Regions from separate parts of the Mus musculus genome. Here region 1 is linked to region 2. Evidence: chromatin contacts called from public promoter capture Hi-C data. All regions are on one chromosome and are shown on one strand. The core of a region is the stretch at or near the end of the contact, and the rest is flanking DNA. Distances in the headings are between cores, read along the strand shown. Region 1 overlaps Hspb7 (heat shock protein family, member 7 (cardiovascular)). Region 2 holds the start of Spata21 (spermatogenesis associated 21).

Region 1 (6,549 bases), core at 2,106-4,605, 340 kb after region 2:
GCTGCAAAAGTGAGGCGAGGGGCTGTTGTCTGGGAGAGTCACTCATTTCCCCAAGAGAAGAGCAGAGACCCTGAGGGTCTGAGGCTCCGGCTTGCCTGGTGCCCAGCTTATATAGCAGCCTTGCCCACAGCCCGTCCCGGGGGCCAAGGAAACATCAAGACCCTCGGGGATGCCTACGAGTTTACAGTGGACATGAGAGACTTCTCCCCTGAAGACATCATTGTCACCACCTTCAACAACCACATCGAGGTGCGGGCTGAGAAGGTGAGTCTGGCCCCTGGCCCGCCCCAGGGTCCCCACCTTTGCTCCTGCACTCTGCCTGGTCTAGCCTGGTCTCTGGGCCCTACTTTCCCCCTATCTTTGTAGGCTTCGTACCCTGATTTATGTTCCTTCCCTGTCTGTACCCAGGGTAAACTACAGCCCTTTCCCAGTGGGCTCACGGGCCAGGGACCTTTACAGTCCCTCTCCAACCTAAGGGTCACAGAACCTGTCTTTGGGGACCATGCCATGGCACCTGAGGACCCTCTAGGGATGGGCAAGGGATCCTGGGATGAGGTCAGAGAGGAACCTGAGTGATGGAGATGTAAGGGGGGTGAGGAGATGAGGACAGTCACCATGGTGGAAAGTGACCACGGTGCAGGAGGGACAGCTCCCTGGCACAGGGTAGAGGAGGTGGCAATGACACACCCAACCTGGGCAACACGGTCCATTCCTACCACATCTCTACCTCGCCTTCATCCCAGAGCCAAAAGTCTGGGTCCTGTCGTGGCACCTCCATACTGGGACTGAGGCTGAGCAGAAAGCCCTGAAGCTGAGTCACAACCACCCTCCACCTCATGTACCTTACCCGGAGTCTCAGGGTACCTAGATCATCAGAGGAGCACGGCCAGCAGCTATCCCAGCTCTTAAGCCTGTGCTTAAGGATATTCTTAAATATTCTTAGAGGATATTTATCAACACCTTCCTGCCACCCCCAAGCCTGGCTAGCTCTCCTAACTCAGGCTGGACACTGGGAAACCCTGCCAGGGGTTCGAGGACTGCGCCACTGGCCGCACGTGCCAGCCCCACATCCCAAGAGTGACTCAGCCAGCCAGCTCCACTGAACACTATGTGCTGGGCTGCTCGTGGGGGAGGGCAGGGGCCCTGATGTGGACACTCAGGGTGCCTGGGGAGCCAGAGGGCACAGCTGTGTCATCTCCCCACTATGGCTCAAGAATCTCAGACTTCCAGTCACTGCTGTGGAAGCTCAACCCTTATTGAGCCCCACCCAGCCCCATCCTATACCCAGCTTCCCTGGGGACCCCTAGAAGGCCTCTGAGTCCCTCTGCACAGCCCTGGGATCCTGGGCACCCCAACACCCCTGGCCAGATCTTTTGTACCCTGATAGCTGAACCCCTCATCACACAGTGGGGTAACTGAAGACAGAGAGCAAAGACGAGACTCTGGCTTGATTTTGGGGTGAGGCTAAGGCTAGGGCAGCCATTCCTGACCTGTCATCTGTCCCCCAGCTGGCAGCTGATGGCACAGTCATGAACACCTTTGCTCACAAGTGCCAACTACCAGAGGATGTGGACCCAACATCGGTGACCTCGGCCCTTCGAGAGGATGGTAGCCTCACCATCCGGGCGCGGCGCCACCCCCACACAGAACATGTCCAGCAGACCTTCCGGACTGAGATAAAAATCTGAGGGTCTCTCCACCCCTGGCCTCCCCCTTATCTCCTCCCCCACTGGCCTGCCGGTGAGGTCACCATGATCCCTGACAATGACCCCTCAGAACATCTCAGCCTAGGCCCCAGTCACTCCACACACTCTCAGGCCCCAGGTGGGTCACCCCTGCCCCAAACTAGGGCATCCCTCTCCATCCAACGCAGTCCAGGGACCTGTCTGCTCTCACCCAGATAGACCCTCCCTATCTAAGTTCACAATAGAGGGGCTGAGGTACCAACCTGGAGAGCAAGACGAGGGCAGAGTCTAACACAGAGTGGCGGCTTCAATGGCATTTCTGCAGGGCAGGGGACCAGAAGCCCCTTCCTGGCAAATGAGAGGCTGGCCACAAGCAGGGCTTCTGGCCTAGGTAGACTGCCTCAGGGAAGCCAGAGAGATAGCCATGACTGTTACCTTCCTTGTAACTCTCGAAACCTCAAACCCAGGGCTACCTGTCACCCTGAGGCTCTAACAGCTACATGTACCAGACAAAGACACCTGTACCTAGATGGGGTTTATTAAAATGACATGAGGCTCCTATCTCCAGCTGCTGGTGCATGAGGCCAGAGCCCAGGGCTCCTGGGTGGCTTCCCCTGCAGAGAGGGTCCTCTTTGGAAGTGAGAGGAAGAGCCAGGACTTGTACACACACACACACACACACACACACACACACACACACACACACACACACACACACACACACACACACACGCGCGCGCGCGCGCGCGCCATTGTCCTATGCCTTAAATACTCATTCCCACTGGTTGGAGCCCAATTCAAAGCATTCTAAGAGTCACAGTTAGCATCTCTGTTTTCATCAATGGAGACTGGCGTCTCTGAGCCAGTTGGATGCCCAGGTTTGTCTCTGAAGCCAGCGCTGCCTCAGCGGCTCTCAGACTCTCCCCTCTGTGTACTGGGGACACTTCCCCCCCATTCCACCTCTCCTGAGCCACATGCCCTGCTTCGCCCTAACTGCAGATGGTGGCCACAAGAAGAACCCCAAACCAGATCTCTTCTGGCCCCCAAATTCAGGGCAAAAACCCTTGTCAGCCTTAACCCTGGGGGACCTGGGCTCTGACTCAGTCTCTGCGTGTAGAATCGGGTGTAAAGGGGGAAGCTCACTGCTAATCGGGGTCCCAGGGGCCTCTACAGTCTTAGGACCCTGTGGAGGAGGGGGTGGGGTGGGGTCGTGGGAGTCTAGTCTATAACCTGTACACAATAAAAGGACAATATGACAGACTTGTGGAGACCCCACCTGAAGTTCGACCTAGGAGGAGGGACGGAGTGGATGGGGAGGACTTCTCGGCTGGGGAAGGAAGCTTAAAGTTTCCATGTGTGGGAGAGGTATCCTATTCTCAAACCCGCTTGCAGAAATCCCCGCGATTTTCTTCAAAAACGCTTACAGCACCTGTCTCCAGGCTGCCTGCCCTTCGCTTTGAATTCATTCTTTAGTTCAAGAGGAATGTCTGAGCTGGACTCAGCCAGCACTGTGTTCTGCACTGTCACAAGCCAAGGGCTACAAACGTAGCCTTTCTCCTGGATGAAGCCTCGGAGGCCCAGAGAAGCTAAGTGATTGGCCCAAGCTCACACAGCTCCGAAGATACAACCAATTGGAATCAGGGGGTAGGGCCGCTGCAGGGTGGGGTGCTGGATAGATGTAGGCTTGGCGTGTTCTGGGTGGAGGGGGGTCCCCTCGCTCCTTACCCACCCCCCAGCCCCAGGAGCTACTGAAATCAGAGTGTCAGGCTGCTCCCCAGAGCAGCTACGTTGGCGGCTGCGGTCGGAACAGGGAGGGAAGGTGGGGGCGCAGTATTTCCAGCCTCGTGAGTCACGGATTCCGCTGGGCTATTTGCAGCCCCAACACTCATCAGCGCGGGGCTGGGGTGGGGGGCGGGGCTGACAACCTTCTCCACTCGACCCCCCACCCGAGGTCAGGTTCACCTTGGCGAGAAGACCACGTCAGCCGGAGAGCCAGCGCTGGAAGGGGTACTGCCCCAGAGGTGGATGGGGTGGGGTTGTGCCACCCATCCCAGGTCTTAGTAGGCTGTTCCACACGTCGCAGCCACTGCACAGGTTCCTGCCGCTGGAAACCAGGTTCTTCTGGTCTAAGGGAGCCCTGGGCTGTCGCTCCAGCCAAGGTGACCCTGCTGACCGGGAGGGTGGGGATACGGGATGAGGGTGGGGGTGGGGTGGGGGCGGTCATCCACGAGTCTCTCCTCAGCTCCGCCTGCTGGGGCACCAGGGTTGGCCCACCCTTTGTAGACTAAATATAGATCTGGCTGCAGGTCCCGCCCCCACTGGCGAAGCTTAATTCTGAGAGCCCCATTCCTTGAGTGCCCAGTGTGAGCCAGACACCCTGGCAATCCTGAGAGAAAGATTGTGTTATCGGTTCACAAGGATAGACATGGAAGTTCAGAGGGGTCAAGTAAATGATCTAAAGTCGTCCAGCTTGGAAGTGCCATCGCTGGGACTTAAATTCTTGCCTGTGGCTCAGGAAAACTGTTGATCTGAGCTGACATGCTCCATTCGCTCCCAGACACGGAAGCCTTTACTTCTTCAGAATATAGAGGGAAGGGGGGATTCCTATGTCTTGTAACTTTGGGGAAAGACCAAGAGAAGCTGAAAAGACAGACGGAACCCTCAGAGGCCTACGAGCCAAGCCAGGGGCTGCCCCAAGCACCAGGGAATAAGAGATTAGCAAAGCTTTGGGCTTCCAAAGGCCAAAGACTTCCTCCTACAAGCTATACAGATCCAAGAGTTTAGTCTCAAAGGCAGAGTCCTGGCTGGGTGTAGCTTGGTAGAGTGCCTGTCTTGCAAGCTCCGGGTGTGGGGGTGCATGTCTGAAATCCCAGCACTCTGGGACCCAATACAGGAGGATCAGGAGTTCAGAGTTATCTTTGGCTACACAGTTTGAGGCTCGCTCGGGTTATATTAGAGCCTCTCTAAAACAAACAAACAGAAGTAGAGTTTCAGGCCTGCACTCCTTCCAGATTGTCTTCAACAGAATTTCAGCAAATAGCGCATGCCTGGTGCAGAGACGCTGACCCGTCCATTTGCTTGGCCAGCCTATGTCTCGGGGATCTAGTCCAAACTCTATGATAATGAGGCCCAGGCTCAGAGAGGGATGTTGTCTCACCCTGAGTCACACAGTAACAGCGTTCCCATAGTTGAATCATAAGTGTGGACTAAAGATCCCCAAACTCCAACCCCTAGTCTCATTCTCCTCTCCCAGACCAGCACCTCTTCTTGTGTGCTCTCTGCTTGCTTCCCAGTCAATTGCTCTTGCTCCCAAATCTGGCACAGAAAAAAATCAAAGGAGCCTCAGTAAAGAGGAGGGGGGGGGGTCCCTCCTCAGTCCTGAAGGCTGGTCACCTAGGGTCAAAATCTTGGCTTGATGCCTCTAAACAGTGTGTCATTGAGCAAGTAGCTTAAGCTCTCCGTACTCTGTAATGGCTGCAGCCACTTGTAAATAAACACACTGTCCCTAGCCCATCAGGACTTGTTCTTGGACTGATCCATCCCTCCAGGGGAAAGCAATTGAGGGTAGAGCTTAACCGCTGTGTTGCACTTCCTGGACCTCCTCTGAGAAGATGCATTCTGAGCCCTGGAGTGGAGACAGGAAGCCCCTAGAAGCCTTAGACCCCATCAATCTTGAACTTACAACAGGCCCTTACCTGGCGCTGTCTGCGAGCTTAAAACTATGTAGAATGTACAAGAACAGGTCCGTTTCCAAAAAAGTTTGCAAGTCAAGCAAAGACAGAGCTTGTGCACAGAGGAGTCTTTTATTAGAGTTTCCAAAGAAAAACCCCAGGGCAGGTAGCTATCGATCTTAGGAGGAGGAAAATGAAGGGCAAGGGGAAAAAAAAATGTGTTGTGTGAGTTAAGCCGTCCTGGAGGTCAAACACCTGAGCATGGGGAAAGGATGCTTTAGAGGAAAGAGTAAGGAGAGAGGTACCAGGAGATGGTGCACTCACGCTGTAGGCAGCATCTGAAAGAAAGAGACGAAAAACACAGAAAGCTGGGCCTTTCTGAGTCAGAACTCAGCCAAAGCGCACGGCGGATCACCGGCGCTGCACTGGAGTCAGAGATGCTAAGGACATCTCACTGAAGACTAGAGGGATAATTATTCTGCCTATCTCTTCAGTGTGGCTTAACGTGAGACCGATTTCCTACGTGTGCTGGCTAGGATTGTGCCAGCGTGACACAAGCGACCAGCCTCATTTTGGAATTACAATTGAGAAAACGCCCCATCATATTGGTCTGTACACAAGTCTGCGGTGCATTTTCTCAGTTGATTAATCATATGGGAGGGCCCAGCTAACTGGGCAGGGGCATCCTTTAGAAGAAATCAGGCTGAGCCAGCCATGGGGAGCAAGCCAGAAGCAGTGCCCTTCTGAGGCCTCCTGCCTTGAGTTCCCCAGGTGTAAGATGAAATAAAGTTTTCCTTTCCAAGGTAGTTTTGGTTATGGTGTTTGTTGTTTTGTTTGTTTGTTTTTCCAGACAGGGTTTCTCTGTCCAGCTCTGGCTCTCCTGGAACCCACTTTGTACACCAGGCTTTCCCCAATCTCACAGGGATCCTCCTGCCTCTGCCTTCCGAGTGTTGGGAATAAAGGTGTGTGCCACCACTGCCCAGCCGTTATGGTGTTTTATAACAATATAAACCCCAACTAAGAAAAACTTGGTACTGTGTCCGGTGTGGTAAATCTGATTCCGTGGTTTTGGGAGGATTGTGGAGGCACCTGAAGTTTAGGCTGTAAGAGCCATGAAATGCTGGACCCTCAGAGGGCTATTCTGTGGGAGCCTTGAAGATGCTCGAGTAATGCGGAGATAGATTACAAATGAT
Region 2 (6,481 bases), core at 2,623-5,122:
TGGATGTGATTTTTGTTTCTTGCTGACTTCAAGTCAAGAACTTCAGCACAGGCAAAGAGCAATGCTGAGACACTAGGAGAGACTGTGAAGGGAAGGTTTAGGGGCTGGAGAGATGGCTCAGTGGTTAAGAGAACTAGCTGTTCCAGAGGATCTGGGTTCAATTCCCAGCACCCACTGGGCAGCTCAGAACTATATATCCTAAAACTCAGGTTGGCCTGGAACTCACAGAGAGCCACCTGCCTCTGCCTCCTGAGTGCTGGGATCAAAGGTGTGTGCCACCACGCCCAGGTACTGTTTATGGGGTCATTTCTGTTCATTTGTAGCTAGATCTAAGCTGGCTCAAGGCATCCTTGAAAATGAACCACCACCTTCTTCTTCGGGAAAACACCATATGTCAGATGACGCCAGTGCAGCGGGAGGCGGGAGGAGGTGGGCGGCAGGATTAGGAGAATTTAGCAGCGGTCTTAGGGGCCATCAGGGCTCATGGAGGTAAAGCTGAAGACAGGGAGTGGATTCCCATCACCAAGGTGGGCCTCCCGGTTAGGGACATGAAGATCAAGTCCTTGGAGGAGATCTACCTGTTCTCCCTGCCCGTTAAGGACTCTGAGATCATTGACTTCTTCCTGGGTACATCCCTAAAGGATGAGGTTCTGAAAATCATGCCAGTGCAGAAGCAGACTCGAGCTGGCCAGCGGACCAGGTTCAAGGCTTTCGTCGCTATTGGGGACTACAATGGTCACCTTGATCTTGGTGTTAAGTGCTCCAAGAAAGTTGCCACTGCCATCTGAGGGGGCATCATCTTGGCCAAACTTTCCATGGTCCCTGTGCAGAGAGGCTCCTGGGGGAACAAGATTGGCAAGCCCCACACTGTTCCATGCAAGGTGACAGACAGGCCGCTGTGGCTCTGTACTGGTGCTTCTCATCCCTGTCCCCCTAGAGATACTGGCATTGTCTCTGCTCCTGTGCCCAAGAAGCTCCTGATGATGGCCAGTATAGATAAGTGCTACACTTCAGCCAGAGGCTGCACTGCCACCCTAGGCAACTTTGCCAAGGCCACCTTTGGTGTCATCTCCCAGACCTACAGCTGCCTGACCCCCCCGACCTCTGGGAAAAGACTGTGTTCACCAAGTCTCCTTATCATCTTGTGAAAACCCACACCAGAGTCTCTGTTCAGAGGACCCAGGTCCAGCTGTGGCTACCACATAAGGGATTTTATACAAGAAAATGAATTAAGTCTGTTAAAAAAGAAAATGAACCACCAGATTTTCTTTCTTTCTCTCTTTAAAAAAAAAAAGATTTATTTATATGAGTACACTGTAGCTGTTTTCAGACACACCAGAAGAGGGCATTGGATCCATTACAGATGGTTGTGAGCCACCATGTGGTTGCCGGGAATTAAACTCAGGACCTCTGGAAGAGTAGTCAGTGCCCTTAACAGCTGAGCCATCTTAAAAAAAAAAAAAGGACTTTGGATTTCTGTCTCACACCACAAACTCAACAGGGGCAAAGGGCTAAAGATAGAGTAAACCACATGGCTCATAGAAGGAAAAACTAGACATAAATCTTCTCATTTGGGGATTTACATTACAATAAACAGACTCAGATATGCTCTTAGATAGGACTCTAAAAACACAAGCAATGAGAGAGAGAAAGAGCAGGGCACTGGGTGCCCACAGAATCCAGCCCTTGAGTTGTGGAAACAGGGGTATCAAGGGTTCAGAGTCATCCTGGACTACTTAGTGAGTTTAGGGCTAGCCTGGGATGTATCAGACACTGTCAGAGAGAAAGAAAAAGCAATTAAGCAACATTAATTAGGGTCGCTTTTCAAATAATAGACCTCCGAAAATCCAGTCCAAGTAACAGGAGAAACTCAATGCAATCCATACAGAGCACGAGAGACTTGTAGCTAGAATGCATAAAGCAAGAGGGCACACACTGTATAAAGTGGGTGTGGTGGCTCATGCTTTAATCCCAGCACTCAGGAGGCAGAAGCAGGCGGATCTCTGTAAGTTCGAGACCAGTCTCATCTACAAAGAGAGTTCCAGGACAGCCAGAGCTACACAGAGAAACCCTGTCTCAAAACAAAACAAAAACAAAAACAAAAACAAACAAAAAACACTCACTATGGAATAAGAATAAAACCAGTATAAATGAACAGAGAGGCTTTGTAACCATACAACAGTGAGTTTGCATCTTGGCTAATGAAGAGCCCAAGTTAGGACAGAAAAAGAGAGTGGAGACAGGGCTGGGGAGATGGCTCTGCAGTTTAGAACCTGGCTGCTATTGCAGAGGATCCAGGACAGACACACACACACACACACACACACACACACACACACACACACACACACACACCCGTTGAGGCCTGCCCCTTTTAACATAACTAGCCATTTTGTATTCGGTCTTCACTTTGCTCATAAAAGTACGTGAAATTAAGTTCAGGTCCTCAGACTCCGCTTCCCAGAAGTAATCCTCCATAGCTGACACTGAAGCATTCTCCTACACGATAACAACGCTATAGCTGTACCACCTAGGTGCCGTTATCTCAGTGCTCTGGAAGTCTGCTGTCCACCACCCGCCCACCAGCCCTCTTACCTCACTCAGGACCAATCAGCTTGAGAGTCAGTTGATGATACGTTAGCTAGCGAGTACTGCCTCCACCCTTCTGGACTTCTGGACTTGTTTTTTTTCCTATAAAAATCCTGCTCTAAGAACAGACCAATACCACAATTAGGCTCCCAAGTCCTTTTTTTTTTTTTTTTTGTGGTCCTGATCAGTCAGTCTCGGGGTGTGTGTTCAATAAATCATTGTTGCTTAACTGAGATCAGTGTTCGTATGGTTTGTGGGGCGATTCCTGGACCCCAACAATAACCTCAAAATCAATGTTTTCTATTTTCTTAAAGGAGGGGCAGTTGGAAGCTTGCCATCACAAAGATGAAGGCTGAGAACAGTGCTGAGCTCTTTGAGCAAGTTTCTGTTAAAGGCCCAGAACAGCAAGTCCACAGCACCAGAAAGATGGTTGCCAAGGAATGAAGTCCAATAGAAGGCTGGAGGTGACAGCCAAGGGGTGTGAGATTCCTTATGGGCTGACATAAGTGTCATCATGTTTTAACAAGGGGACCCAACCCTGTGACTGTACTAACAGTCGCTGAATGACAGTGAACTTTCTTCTCTTTCCTTTTATCCCTTTCTTTCTTCCTTCCTTTCTTTCTTTTCTTTCTTTTCTTTCTTTCTTTCTTTCTTTCTTTCTTTCTTTCTTTCTTTCTTTCTTTCTTTCTTTCCTTCTTTTAGTTTATTATATGTTATTTAGTGTGTGTGTGTGTATATTTTACAGAACACTGAGCCATCTTGCCAGTCCCATAGGTAGACTTTCATAATCAGACTGTATGGTACATGAGGCACAGTTCAACTAAGCTGCTAACAAAAAAGTGGAATCAGGCCAGGCAGTGGTGGCACACTCCTTTAACCCCAGCACTCAGAGGCAGAAACAGGCAGATCTCTGTGAGTTCGAGGCCAGCCTGATCTACAGAGTGAGTTTTCAGGACAGCCAGGTCTACACAGAGAAACCCTGTCTCGAGAAACCAAAAGAAAGGGGCAGGGGTGGGTCGGGTAGAGATCAGGCGCTCTGGAAGAAGGATGAAGTCTGTCTTTGCCACTCCTGTCCCAGTTCTGTCCCTTGAGTCTGTGTCTTTGGCCAGGGGTTCCCCCTCCTTGTCTAATCTGTCAGCTAGCTACAGATGGGGTCTGCTCTTCCTTGGGGCTTCTGTTCCCTTAAATCTGTGGTTTGTGGAACACAGAGACCTGAGGATTCCGGGGTTGGGATGGAGACGGTGAACAAAGGAAGGGTGCTAAGGGTCTGAGGAGATTTTTCCAGAAGGGACAAAGCCCCCTCTGGAGCAGGACGGCTCCAGAGAGGAGGGATGGTTAGGGGAGCCTTAATGGGAAAAAGGTGGGGGGAAGTTACAGACCACAGGGGAAGAAAGAGAAACTTAGCCACGGCCACAACTGCTGGTGCCTTTTGAGAGCCGAAGCAGGCCAGGAGCTGCTACTTCCCACAGGTGGGATGGGGGTCTGGTGTCAGACACTTCCCACCCCACCGGGTAGGATGGGGGGGGGCTGGGTTTGGCTTACTGTAGGGAGGTAGGTGAGACAGCAGAAGGGGTTTGGAGGGGCAAGAGGAGAAAGCTGGGTCAGCACAAATTGTCAGGGGGCATATCCTCTGTATCCCTTGGGTGAGCAGGGCACTTGTGGTGTCCCCAAGGCCTGGCACCTGAGTGGTACATGGGGTCACCCTTAAACAGTGAATGAGCGGCCCAGGCATTCATGAGAGGGGAGGCAGGACAGCCCTGTGAGCAGCGCCATCTGGAGAGTCGAGCAGATATGGGTGGGAATCCTTTTCCTTGGAAATGAGCCACGTGGTGTTGGGCAAGAAGGTGGGCGACTCTGAGCTGCTGTTTCCTTTTTCTATCCAACAGGAAGAGCTGAGCCATACCTCACAGGGCTGTGAAGAGAAGACAGCTCAAGAACATCCAGCAGAGAGGAGGCCGTTCCATGGGCAGTAGCTGGCCTGCTGTGGCTTAGAAAGGACAAGGCCCCGAGATCCTGCAGGTCATGGGCTCTCCCCGGAGGGCTTCGGGAGTGGGGGGTGTTGACCTTGGAGACCTAGGAAATGTGAAACACAGCTAAGACAGCACGGTCGAAACAGTGCTGAGGTCGCCCTAAAGGAGCTCCGGGCTGCGTAAACGGCTCATTCAGTTAAACAAACAGCTTGCTTTGGAAGCATGGGGACCTGAGTTTGATGATCAGAGCATGCGCTCTGTGTGTCTGCTAAAGCGGGTGTGTGTGTGTGTGTGTGTGTGTGTGTGTGTGTGTGTATGGGAAGGCAGGAGATGGCTCAGTGGTTAGAGTTCTGTCTCTTCTTATAGAGGATCTGGGTACCCAGCACCTACATAGTGGCCACAAACACCTGTAATTCCAGTTCTAAGGGATCTGAAACCCCTTTGCCCTCCCTGGGAGCCTGTCTGCATTCACATGGTGAACAAACACTTACACACACACACACACACACACACACACATTAAAAATGAATAAACCTTAAACAACAAATGAAGGCAGGCAAAAGGCAGCCATATGTCCTACACCCTTGAAATGTCAGTGCTGGCATAGCCGAGACAGGCAGATCCCTGAGGCTAAGGCTAGCCCAGGGATAACCAGGGCTACACAGAGAAACCCTATCTTGAAAAACCATGCATTGAAGCAGCATTTATACCATGGGCTGGCTGATGCTCTCTCTCTGTCTCTGTCTCTGTCTCTGTCTCTGTCTGTGTGTGTGTGTGTGTGTGTGTGTGTGTGTGTGTGTTTCTGTGTCTGTCTGTGTTTGTCTGTGTAGCCCAGGCTGGCCTCAAAATCACAATGTAGCCAAGAATGACTTGGGACTCTAGATACTCCTGCCTCCAACTCCTGAGATCCTAGGCCTGGGCCACCACCTCTGGTCTTACATGGTGCTTGTGTATGCTAGGCAAGCTCACTACCAATTTAGCTGCACCCCAGCCCCCAATAGGCTCTCTTTTAAGTCTATGCTAGTGTTTTAAAAGCTCTAAGATGTCATTCAAGGCACTGCAAGTTCCACCTTGATGAGGCTAGCATCGCATTTTCTCTGCATCCTCTGGAAGGACTTGAGGACAGAGCAGGATTGTGTTGTAGGTAGCGGTAGAGATCTGCAGTTTTGCACCAGCTGTGGGTTAGAGCCTACTCTGGACCTTGGGCAGGTTTCCTGAGCCTCTTTCTCAGGCTCATTGTGCTGCATAGGGCTGGCTCCTGGTTAAGCGCCAGCCTGGCTCGACTCCTCCCTGGAGCCTGATCATGGCAGGGTTCAGGTGCACTGCAGGTGTAGCAATGGGGTCTCAGGCCTGGTGGGTGCTTGACTGGATGTCTCCTTGGTAACCCTAGCTTATGCCCCTCGCTTTGGGAATCCTGCTGGCTCCAGAACAATGGAAAACAGAAACACCCACACACACCCAGAGAGCAAGGCGGACGCTCCAGCAGTCCAATCAAGTTCTGGCCTGAGTTCCACCAAAAAGAAGACAGATTCGGAACCCACTGTCTCAGCTGGTCAGGTGGGCAGACCTCCACTTCCGGTTCCGAGCTCCATTCCCAGCACAGGTCGCTCACTTCCTACCTTTCTGTCTTGTTTGCTTATCCAGACAGGGTTTCTCTGTGTAGTCCTGGCTGTCTTGGAACTCATTCTATAGATCAGACTGCCCTCCAACCCACAGAGATCCACCTGCCTCTGCCTCCCAAGGGCTGGGATTAAAGACAAACGCCACCCACCGCGTCCAACCTTGGGCATTTCTTAATCCATATGACCACCATATGTCCACCCCTGTCAACCTGACACCCAAAACACGTTTCTAATCCAGACCATCCCAAAAAAGCCACCAATATGGATATTGCAACAAGAGGTGACTCCATTGGGAGAGGC

The links. Promoter capture Hi-C pulls out the DNA fragments that hold promoters and counts their contacts.
Region 1: a promoter capture Hi-C map of hippocampal neurons shows a contact between it and region 2, with 2.7 times the contacts expected there. The contact joins the enhancer-like site here to the promoter of Spata21 in region 2. A contact is called at or near these places in 5 of 39 promoter capture datasets (hippocampal neurons, liver, pre-B cells and 1 more).

The regions. Positions count from the first base shown.
Region 1 is chr4:141,422,371-141,428,919 of GRCm38.p6, forward strand. Hspb7 (heat shock protein family, member 7 (cardiovascular)) reads left to right here. Exons shown (of 3, transcript NM_013868.4): 2 at 131-264; 3 at 1,509-2,940. The coding sequence ends at 1,688. Among named protein-coding and RNA genes, the nearest start is that of Hspb7, 4.9 kb to the left of the region's middle. Within about 2 kb of position 3,356, at least 237 of the 459 cell types and tissues checked have an H3K27ac peak or open chromatin away from gene starts, as enhancers often do. A contact at or near this core is called in hippocampal neurons, where this site is marked.
Region 2 is chr4:141,084,473-141,090,953 of GRCm38.p6, forward strand. Spata21 (spermatogenesis associated 21) reads left to right here and starts at 3,873. Exons shown (of 15, transcript NM_177867.3): 1 at 3,873-4,058; 2 at 4,476-4,608; 3 at 5,950-6,116. The coding sequence starts at 5,991. It also overlaps the pseudogene Gm13047.